2 separate regions of the Mus musculus genome follow, and region 2 is linked to region 1. A link is a contact called in public promoter capture Hi-C data. All regions are on one chromosome and are shown on one strand. Each heading gives the region's core, a stretch centred on a gene start, on an enhancer-like site or on the middle of the called end of the contact. The rest is flanking DNA. Distances are from core to core; before and after follow the strand shown. Region 1 holds the start of Grm4 (glutamate receptor, metabotropic 4). Region 2 overlaps Ilrun (inflammation and lipid regulator with UBA-like and NBR1-like domains).

The links. Promoter capture Hi-C pulls out the DNA fragments that hold promoters and counts their contacts.
Region 2: a promoter capture Hi-C map of the C10 cell line shows a contact between it and region 1, with 2.5 times the contacts expected there. The contact joins the enhancer-like site here to the promoter of Grm4 in region 1. A contact is called at or near these places in 1 of 39 promoter capture datasets (the C10 cell line), 1 of 15 datasets of contacts at CTCF or cohesin (large pre-B cells), 5 of 484 Hi-C or Micro-C datasets (embryonic stem cells, granulosa cells, nephron progenitors and 1 more), 1 of 115 datasets of contacts at active chromatin or transcription factors (embryonic basal ganglia) and 1 of 9 other capture datasets (adipose tissue).

The regions. Positions count from the first base shown.
Region 1 is chr17:27,510,468-27,515,381 of GRCm38.p6, reverse strand. Grm4 (glutamate receptor, metabotropic 4) reads left to right here and starts at 1,985. Exons shown (of 11, transcript NM_001291045.2): 1 at 1,985-2,590.
Region 2 is chr17:27,757,856-27,762,769 of GRCm38.p6, reverse strand. The region is part of intron 4 of Ilrun (inflammation and lipid regulator with UBA-like and NBR1-like domains); the gene reads left to right. Among named protein-coding and RNA genes, the nearest start is that of Spdef, 31 kb to the right of the region's middle. Within about 2 kb of position 2,384, at least 36 of the 459 cell types and tissues checked have an H3K27ac peak or open chromatin away from gene starts, as enhancers often do.

The DNA.
Region 1 (4,914 bases), core at 736-3,235:
TGCGTGACTCCTGGGAAGTCACTTCTGGCCATCATTCCTCCACTGAGGCTGGCTCCCTGGCAGAAGATACCAGGGGAGGGCATGTGTGCTTGTCCATTCTTCTCCATGATGGGCACAAAGAGCAAACTGGATGAGGAGTCAGGCCACCTGGGGCCCATGGCTAAGGGCTGATGGGGGAATACACCGGGCTTCAGTGGTCTGAGGTGTCATGGCTGTCTGGCAGATGTAGGTCTTGGCTGGGGACTTACAGGCTCTCCGGCCCAGCCACAGGCTCAGCATCTGCCAGCAGCAGTTTCTTTTTTTAATCGCTGAAAAACACAGCCTTTAGAAACACAGCTGGTGGGAGGTGGGGGATAATTATGGCCAGAGTAGAGGCGATACTGAGGGGCAGGGGTAGGGAGTGTCTGATGTGGTCCTTTGGGTTCTCAATAAACCAGGGCCCGTGTAATTTTCAGCTCCATCTATCCAACCAACCAAAGGATGCTGGGATTATGTTCTGTACGGGAAGTGCGGCAGCTCCCACTTACAGGAGCCCAGAAAGGCAGCCCAATTCCATTATGCTGGCTTTGTAGGAGGACCCAGGGGCTGGATGAGGACCCAGGGACGTGGAGATGGCCCTGTCGCTGTGAGTGGTGTCAGTTACACACGACAAAGCATAGATGAACGAACAATCTGCACACTTCTCTCAGAAACCGCGGGCCGACTTGGTAAAGGAGACATGTATTTGGGTCATTCCATGTGACAACAACAAGAGTACACAGTTTGACAACAGTTATTCATACACCAAACACTCCTAAGCTCAATGGGGTCCAGGCCCGGGGCCAGGCACTGCATGAACGGTGGTGAACAGTCACCGCGCTGGCCTTCATGGTCTGGAGAGCTGGCGATGGAGGCCTGCATTGGTAGGGGATCAGGGAGAGAAGCAGACAGAGATAGCTCGGGCCTTGCTAGTCCTGGACTCTCCCAAGCATTCCTCTAGGTTCTTTGGAAATCAGGGGGTCTAGCAGTCAGGATGGCGGAGTGTCTCAGGCCTGGGCACAGTGAACACCAGGTGGCACTCTGCGCCCTGGCCCCCTCTCCAGCTGTTAGCAGCCACCCACTCCCCTGGCTCCCCAGCACGGTAGCACCCAGGATGAGGCTCGCCACTTCTTGGGGCTCCCGGGGAAGCCACTTCTGCAGTCTGGGCCTGTTTGCAGCTCTTCAAGGATTGCGTGGTCTGTCCCTGCCTTCCTCTAGGCCTGCCTCGAAGGCACCCTTCCGGGATCATCAAAGCCCACGCGAGGGGAAGGGGGCAGCGAGCTGCCAACCTCTTGAGCTGAGGAACTCTTCTTGGGGCTAGTTCAGGCCACCTGTTACACCGTGTTCAGTGGATCGGGTGTGTGTGTGTGTAAATTGCTCCCCTATTTTGGGGGCTCTGGGGTGTTAGTGCTTCAGGGTAAAAGCGCTCCTCTCCACAGATCGTGAGACCTGGGCAGGTGGATTGACGTCTCTGGGCCTCAGTTTCCTTCCTTGGCATGCTATGACAGAAATGTGCAAATGAGCATGCCGCAGGGGGGCACACGCCACGTGTGTGCGCGGCTATGAGAAGCGGCCCCGCGGGTGGGGGGTTCCAGTGACGCACCGAGTGGGTACGGCTCGCCCCTAAGGGTCCCTAGGCTCTGCTGTACTTTGCAGGGTGTGCGACGGGAAACTGGGTTCCCTGACCCTCGACTTGTGTGGGTGAGGAGGGATCTTCGCCGCGTCTTTGGGGTGCCCGGGTAGTGAGATGGCGCGCTCACGGGGCTGATTGGGGGGTGGGTAGGAGGAGTGTAAGAGGGGAGGCTTCCGGGAGCGGGCGACAACCGGGTGCGGAGGGAGCGGGAGCCGCCGGCGGGGAGGGCGTGGAGGGGTGGCGAGTCCCAGCTTCCGGAGGTGGAGGTGCGGGTGTGTGGGGGTGGACCCGGGCTCTCGCTCTTTAAAAGGCCGGCGGAAGCGTGGTGCGCTCGCCCCGCACTCGCGGCGCAAACTTGCGGGCTGGGCTCGCGCGTGCGGTGCGGCAGGGCGGTGGGCGCCGGGAGCCGTGCGGCCCCCTCGGCCCTCGGCCCGCGCTCCCGGCGCTCGCGCCCCTCCCGCGCCGCTCGGCTCCCTGTGCTAGGCTCGCACGCTCCCATTTTCTCCTCGCCGCCGCCGCCGCCGTCAGGTGCCCGCACCCCGGCCGGCTGCGCTCGCTCCCCAGCCCCGATCCTCGGCGCACGCAGCGCCCCGCACCGCCTCGCCCGCGCTCTCGGGCTCCGCGGCGGCGGCGGCGGCGGCAGCGGCAGCAGCAGCAGCACGGGCACCGTGGCGGCCGCTCCCAGCTCCAGCTTCCCGGGAGCAGCAGCCGAGCGCCACCGCTCGTTGCTCCGAGGCTCCGGCCAAAGCGGCCGCCAGCTCCTCCCCGCCGCGCCCGGGACCGCCGGCGGCTCGGCGCCCGGTTTGGTCCGCAGCGTCAGCGCCACCCGCCGCGGCCCGGGCTCCCGGCACCGCGAGCAGCTAAGAGCTGGCCGCCGCCTCCCTGCACTTCCCGGGCGCAGCCGACCCCTAGCCGTGGCGTTCACCTCGCCGATGCGCGGTGAGTTGTGGCCCGAGGGGCACGGGCGGAGGGGACGATGCCCTCCGGCCTCCGGGAGCGCGGGCTGCGGCGGGGACCCCGGCGTTTGAGGAGGTGGCCTCTGCGAGCTCTCCCTAGTTCCAGGAGGAGGGCGCAGGACCCAGGGACAGGGGCTTCCCTCCGGGCTGGGGCCGCCCCTCCGCTGCCCCCTCAGGGATGGGGCAGTGTTGTCTGCGGGTCTGGGGGAAAGTGGGATGGGGGCTGTGACGGGGCTGCACTGATGACAGGTGGAGTTGGTCCCGATGGGGACGGTGACAGCCGCGCGTCCCCTCTGCGGAGAGGCTAGGCTGTGGGGGCGCGGGGCGCGGTGTGCGCCTTTGCGCCGTGGTCCTCGGCCAGAGGGCAGCGCCAGCCCCGTGTTGAGGCTCCCTGCTCTGAGAACCGCATCCAGCCCCGGCACCACCTTCGCCACTGGCTGGAGCCGAAGCGCCTCCCGCCTGCAGCCGCCGCCGTGGTTTGCGGTGGCGCTGCAGGTCTGGGGTCTCTCCGCAGCCCCGGGACCTGAGGTCAGGCTTTCTCTGGACACTTGGGACCGAACCCTCTCTGAAACCCTGGTGAACCGAGCGTCTCTAAGGGCTCTGTGTGAGCGCGCGTGTGGCGGGGGAGGTCCCTGCTCCAGGGTCGCTTCCCCGAGCCCGCGGGCAACCGTGTCCCCTCCCCGCGCGGGGGCGGGGCCGAGGTGGAGGCCTGACTGTGCGCTGCGCCCCCGCACCCCGCACCCGGCGCTGCGTGGTTGTTTGTGCTGAGCTGGGGCAGCGGCACAGCGGCGGGGAGTCCTGAGCCCAAAGGACGAGCGCCCTCTGCCCCTAGGTCCTGAGCGACACACTCGTTGTCAGACAATCCTTTCTGCAGGGGGTACCTGGTTTCTTCTCCTTGATCGTCTCACAATCGGCTGCCCCTGGCTAGAGAGAAAGCTGGCTTTTGGGGACACCCTCTGAACTGGCTTTCAGGGCTAGGGTGCCGCAAGCCATAGTGGCAGTGTGATGCCACCCTTGCTGTGAGTCTGGCGGGAGGTGTGTGTGTGCCACCCCCACCCCTCCACCTTCCACCCCCTCTACTCTGGATTCTGGATGGGACTTAGGGCAGGCAGAAAGGCCAGTACTCTGAGGGTGACCCTGCTAAGCACCTAGTGTTGCTAGAGGGTCTCTCCACCTCAGCCTAACACCTAAGCAGCCCTGGGTAGCTGTCTTCCTGGGTAGCCACTTGACAGCTCCCTACCTCTCAGGTGGCTTGGTCTTGGCCCTCTTTCCCCTGGGCTCAGTCTCCTGTGCATGGGAGGAGGTGACAGGCCTTTGGTGAAGAGCTGAGAACTTGGGAACTTTCCTGAGCTGCTCCCAGTAGAAGCTCAGAGCCTCCCATGGAGGTTGTGGGAGACCATCGCAGAGAACCCTTGCAGGCCCTGGGCAGGCAGTAGTGTGCTGTGGGTGTTGGTTCTGAGTAGATTGCTTCCTGGAAGAACCCCCCAGCCTTGGTCAGCTTCTTGTCTTGGGTGGGATCTTTGGGACCTGTGCGCTGAGTCTCTGCTCAGCCCTGCGTTGCACGCCCGCCCTCCTGGGGCGGGGGATACCGTTCTCATCTGCCTTCTACCATCCCCAGAAATGATCCTTTGCCCTGGAAGCTGGCAGTGTTTAGCCTACAGGAACATTTCATGAATAGTGGTGGGTTTTCCTGGCATGTTCAGAGAGGGCTCACCCAGATCAGGCCCTGAATAGGCCAGGAGCTGAATAGCCTGCCTGGCCTCTACTCTGGTCTTCCCCTCCTCCTGTGACCTGTGTCAGTGGCTTCTGCATGCTTCTGTTGGAAGTGTGACTTCTTGGGAGCTTCGCAGTCAGCCTGTGTGTGACTAGTTTGCTGGGCAGAAGAGCCTGGAAGGCAATGTCCCTGTCCTGAGGGCCCCACAGCTGGTGAGAAGACACAGAGCAAAACCTATGGACTCCAGAGCCTTGTAATTATAGCTGACAGACCCGTCCTCTCCCTACAAGCACGGAGCAGCAGCCCCTAATTACCACCCACCTCAAGACATCTGCCCACCCTGCTGTCCTCCCGGCCCCGGAACCCAGCTTTCCAGTGGGCAGGTCCTGCCTGGGGACCGGGCAGCTGGGCTGTCAGCTCCTACCACTGGAAGGTCTTTGCACTTCTGCAGAAATGGCACCTCCTGCCACCTGCAGAAGGCGTGAGGGAGCCAGCAGCCAGGCCCCAGCCCTGCTCCTGGTCTGACAGAAGACCTGCCAGCTGAGCAGGCTCACCCGAAGAAGAAGCAGAGGGGCTTGGTGTAGAGACAACAG
Region 2 (4,914 bases), core at 1,135-3,634, 250 kb before region 1:
CTGCAGTTGGCAGTAAGCAGTCTTACCTGATGAGCCTTTTGGTGTACCCTGGGGCTAGCTAAAGCATACAAGCATTAATCTCGGACGAAGCACTGGAAGGGTCGGTGTGACCCACAATGTGCTCATGCTGTCTGCACTGTTGGGGCTGAGCCGGTCTTTTACTCTGTGGGTACAGCGGCCACGACTCAAATCTTCTTATCTGCTTTGAAGCAGCCACAGATTTAACGTACTAGCCTGGAATAGCGATGTACACTTTTAATCCCAGCTCTCTGGAGGCAGAAGCAAGAAGATCTCTGTGAGTTCGAGACCAACCTGATTTTATACACACACACACACACACACACACACACACATATATAGAGAGAGTGTGAGTGTGTGTGAGTGTGAGTAAAGGTTCAAGGACAGCCAGAGATAGGGAGAGAGACCCTATATCAAAAAGGAAGGTTAGCATAGTAATAAGGAGCAGTCAGGGGAGGGCCAGTTGAAGTAGGCCCAGCGTGTGACAGTTTACCAGAGACAGTTAGTGTCACTAGCTGGCTAATGATTTCATGAAAGGGCCCCTCTGCAGCTCTCCTGGGTAGTCTTAGTAACCAAGTAGTTCTAGGGATTTATGACTGCCCTGTTCAGGCTCCTCAGCATTTTAGAGGAGGAGCCAGGCAGGTGCTACTCCTGCCCCAGTAAACACCTTGGCCTGGTAAGCTTTCTCTCCGTCGTCAGGGAGGGAGGAGATTCCTGAAGAACGTCTCTGATCTCCTGGGTTCAGATTTTGTTGGCATTGAAATTGCTACTGTGACAAAAGCTTGTATAGTCCCTGAAGTCACAGAAGCAGCTGTCTTCCGTCCCCCAATTGTCCTGCAGAGGGTGCAGTCTCTGTAGTCACTGAAGCAGCTGTCCTCCATTCCCTGATTGTCCTGCAGAGGGTGCAGTCTCTGGCTCTACTTTTTCCTGAGCATGCTCTATAGAGTGGGGACAGTCTCAGCGGCCGGCCTGCTAATTTTGGCAGGCTCTGTTCTACAGAGGCTGTGTAGGATGCTAGGCTCAGAGACAGCCAGTTCAAGCCCCGAGGTAGAGATGTGCCTGGTGGGTTCAAGGAGTGAGAACAAGGTGGGGGTGCTGCAGGGGAGGCGAGGCTGAGTACAGTGTGAAGTCAGGGCAGAAATCAGGTGGCAAAGCTTTAGGGATGTCGTGAAGGACGCCATGGTCACTCTGCCCTGCATAGAACAGAGAGCAGTGGAAGCAGAGAGGCCTCCTCAGCAAGAGCGCACAACGGATGTGGGGTGTGAGGAGAAAAGACAGAGAGGTTAGAAGGGTGGGGTCAGGAGCCGTGCGTTCCATAGAGGGAAGAGCAGCCTCACACTAGATAGGAAGGTTAAGAGAGAAGGATAGGATAGGATCAGAGTTGTACGTCTGAGTGTTGCGTCACACGAATGGCGTCTAACCTTGTATCGCGGTTGTCATTCTCTAGATGATGGCTGACTCGAAGCTGTTGGTGTGTGTAAGAAAGTCCAGAGCCTAAGCTGTGCTCTCAAACACACCTAGAGCATCATTGCTGCAGTTTGCATAGACTCCAACTCAGGCAAAAACTCATACATAGAAATTACAAACCAGTCAGCCAAGCAAGCAAGCAAACCAAAAGGAAGGACGGAAAGAAAAAAGGATGTGCGGCGGCCAGGCATCGTGGTTGCAGATCTTTAGTCTCAGCAGAGGTAGATGGATCTCTGAACTGGAGGCCAGCCTCGTCTAGCCAACTCTGCAGAGTTAACCCTTTTCCCACCCCCACCCACAAAGAAAAACCTTTAAGAAGAAAGACAAAGGCTTGTTATGTAGCTCACACCTCCAATTCTGAGGAGGCAGAAGCAGGCAGACAGCCTGAGATATGCAGCACGTTCCAGGCCAGGGAGGCCACGCAGACAGACCCTGTCACCTACAAGAGAAACCCATCTAAAGCCACACAGGCCTAGAAGCTGAGGCAGGACAAGAGTTTGGGTGACAACCACTAGCAACCCAAAATCCAAGGGAGACAGCCAAGGCCCTGGGTTAGAGATGTCTGTGAGCCACCATGGGCGGGCTTGGAATCAAACTTCAGTCCTTCTCAGCACCCCCCATCCCATCCCTGCTCTAGGACTTCCATAGTTGCAGAGAATAATACAGTAGTCACCAGTGCCTGCCACCTTTCCACGGCACTTAATAGTAGGCCGTGGCCAGAACCCAGTTAGAGTCGGGTGTTTCTAGCACATTTTGATGAATGGTATTGGTTGTCCTGTGCACACGGTCTGTATGTACATTTGTGTCAGGTGTGGAGGGAGACTCCTCACTCACCTGTAGCAGTTGAGAACCCATGACCAAGGAGGAAGAAGCAAGAGGGAGGAGCATGAGCCCCGCCCACCCGGCAGCCTGGCACATTCTGTACAGAAAACGTTTGTCAGGCAGGGGACTCTGGGTTTGATGCAGTGCGATGACTGCATCTCCTGAAGGCCCAGAAGAACTAGGTGTTTGCATTGGCATGGACTGTATGTGCACTTCAAAATAATTTAAGCAAACAGTGTGGACCTAGAAAATGTCTTTTGTTAGGTAGCATTGCTGATTGACTGAAGCTGAGAAGTATGTCCAGGAACTCTCCTTTGTACCTCAGCAGTTTCAAAGCCATCAAGCTCCTCTGTGTTTGTTTTGGGGCTCTGGGCATTGTTTCAGATTGCTGACACTGGTCAGGCTTGTAGCACAAGACAGCTGTGTTCTCAGGATTGCCAGCTTGTCACACTGGTCATGTCACAACTATCTCTCCCTTTTCCTCTCCCCTCTGCATTGATTTCTGCTGGGGTTCTAAGGTAGGGTCTGTGGACAGCATTTCACCACTCAGTAGTACCCAGGCTTCTCTGGCGACTCCAACAGAGATGTTCAGCGTGTGAGAACCCATGCTTATCCCAGAGTGAAAGAATAGCTTCCCTCCCTGCAGAGCCCTGAGGGACTGGGGATTTTTGCTGGTAGTGGGTTCCTAAGGACCAGTCACAACTGTCTGCTCTGTACAGAGGCAGCTTCATGGTGTGTGGTCAGTCATGCGTCTCCTCTGCACAGCCTCTGCTGATCCCTGTCTTTAAAGTGTCACCAGTGTGCCTCACCATGACAGGGACATAAGCCAGACAAGAGAAATAGAATGTGGAAAAATTGGATTTTTCCAGCTTTTCTCTTTGCTTTCAAAAAAAAAATGTATTGTGCTACAATCAATTTTTAAAATGTTAATATAATTTTTAACTCTGTGTGTATGTGTGTGTGTGGGGAGTGCCCATCAGTGCCCTCACAGGGCCTCAGGGCCTCTGGAGTGTAAGTGTTAGTCAGAGGCAGCCGGGAGCTGAGTTCTGGCCCTGGGAAAGCATCCGGCATCCAAACTGCTGAGCCACCTCTCCAGTCCCTCTTCCTTTTGAGATTTTTTAAAAATTTTTAAATTTTAACATTGCTTTTGTGGGTGTGAATGTGGTTGTGCATGCCACAGCTCATGTGAAAGTTGGGGTGACTTGTCTACAGTGCGGGGCCCATTGAACAGTTTTCAGTCTCTGTTGTTGCAGGGAGCCCACATTAGCCCAATTCTTGTATTTCCGCCTCCTGAACACTGGGGTAGAAGCTGTTTGTGCTTCCGTCAGCTTCTTTGGATGGATGATGGGAGGGGTTTGAGACAGGGTCTTAACTGCATAGCTGTGGTTGGCCTGGCACAAGCAGAAGCCTTCCTGCTTACGCCTCTGCCTCCCGAGTGCTGGGATTGAAGGCATATGCCACCATGCCTGGCTGATTTCCTTCTTTTTTAGAGATCTCCTTGCCCTAGGAGAGGCCAGAGAGAACCCTGTCCACAGCATCTCATCTAGGTTCTAGCATACTGTTCTAGCGGAAGACTGCTTTGTATAGGCTACATAAGCCCTCTAGCAACTGAACCTACTCTCTGGCCCTCAGATACTTTCGAAGCTTCGGTTGGATTGGCTCCTCGAGGCAGGTTTCTTAGTTGGGTCAGGGAAAGGTTGAAGGCTGGCAACGCTTGCTGCGTATGGGTACCTGGGATGGGGAGGGGAGAGAAGTTAGGTGTGTGGATGCTGAGGAGGGTGGACAGAAGCGAGTGGCTGACAGGATGGATAGGCTGGGACAGTGCACAGACAGGAGTAGTTTAGACCATCTGGGGAACTGCCACAGAGATTGGAATAGAATGGTTTACAAGGCACTCAGAACCTTTAAGTAGTTTGACAGAATCGGAAGGCTATGACTCCCGTCTACCCTGATAGGTCCTCAGGCCTGAAATAGGTGCCCACACTCACCTCTGGCAGCACAGAAATAAATATGTCTTTGAACTTTAGAGTATTTTCCCAGGAAAGTGGCAACGCCTGGCACACCGTCACCCAGCAGGTGGGGGATGAGTTTGACTAGTTTGATTTTGCTGATTTGTCCATTTCCTGTTAGTGAGAGCCTTGGATCCCATCACGTTGGTCGGTCTCCAGCCCTAGATGGCCAGTCCCTCCAGCAGGGCTGCAGCACTTGATACGTGCAGTCCAGTGTCAAGACAGCACTTCCTGCAAAACCTTGTACTTATCTATGTTTGCATTGGGCAAGCAAAGCTAGGAAGAGGATGAGCAGGCCTGGGGGGGGGGGGGGAGCGGTTCCCTGCATGTAGCAAACCGTCCTCTTTATTAGCCTGTGTGAACCTTTTTATTTATTTAAACCAAGTCACAAAAGTGAAATAAAGACAGGTATACGAAAGTTTCCATGTTGTGGTTTGTCTAAGCAAGTTTTCAAATAGAGGGGAAAAGATTAACCCAAATGGTCTCTGGGAAATGTCCTTTTTGAAGAAATTTCAGCTTCTTTTTGGCACCTTCCCCCAAGATAATAGATAAGAACTCAGTCCCCAGCAGAGCAAGTCCCTTCCTTCATTTTTAGCAC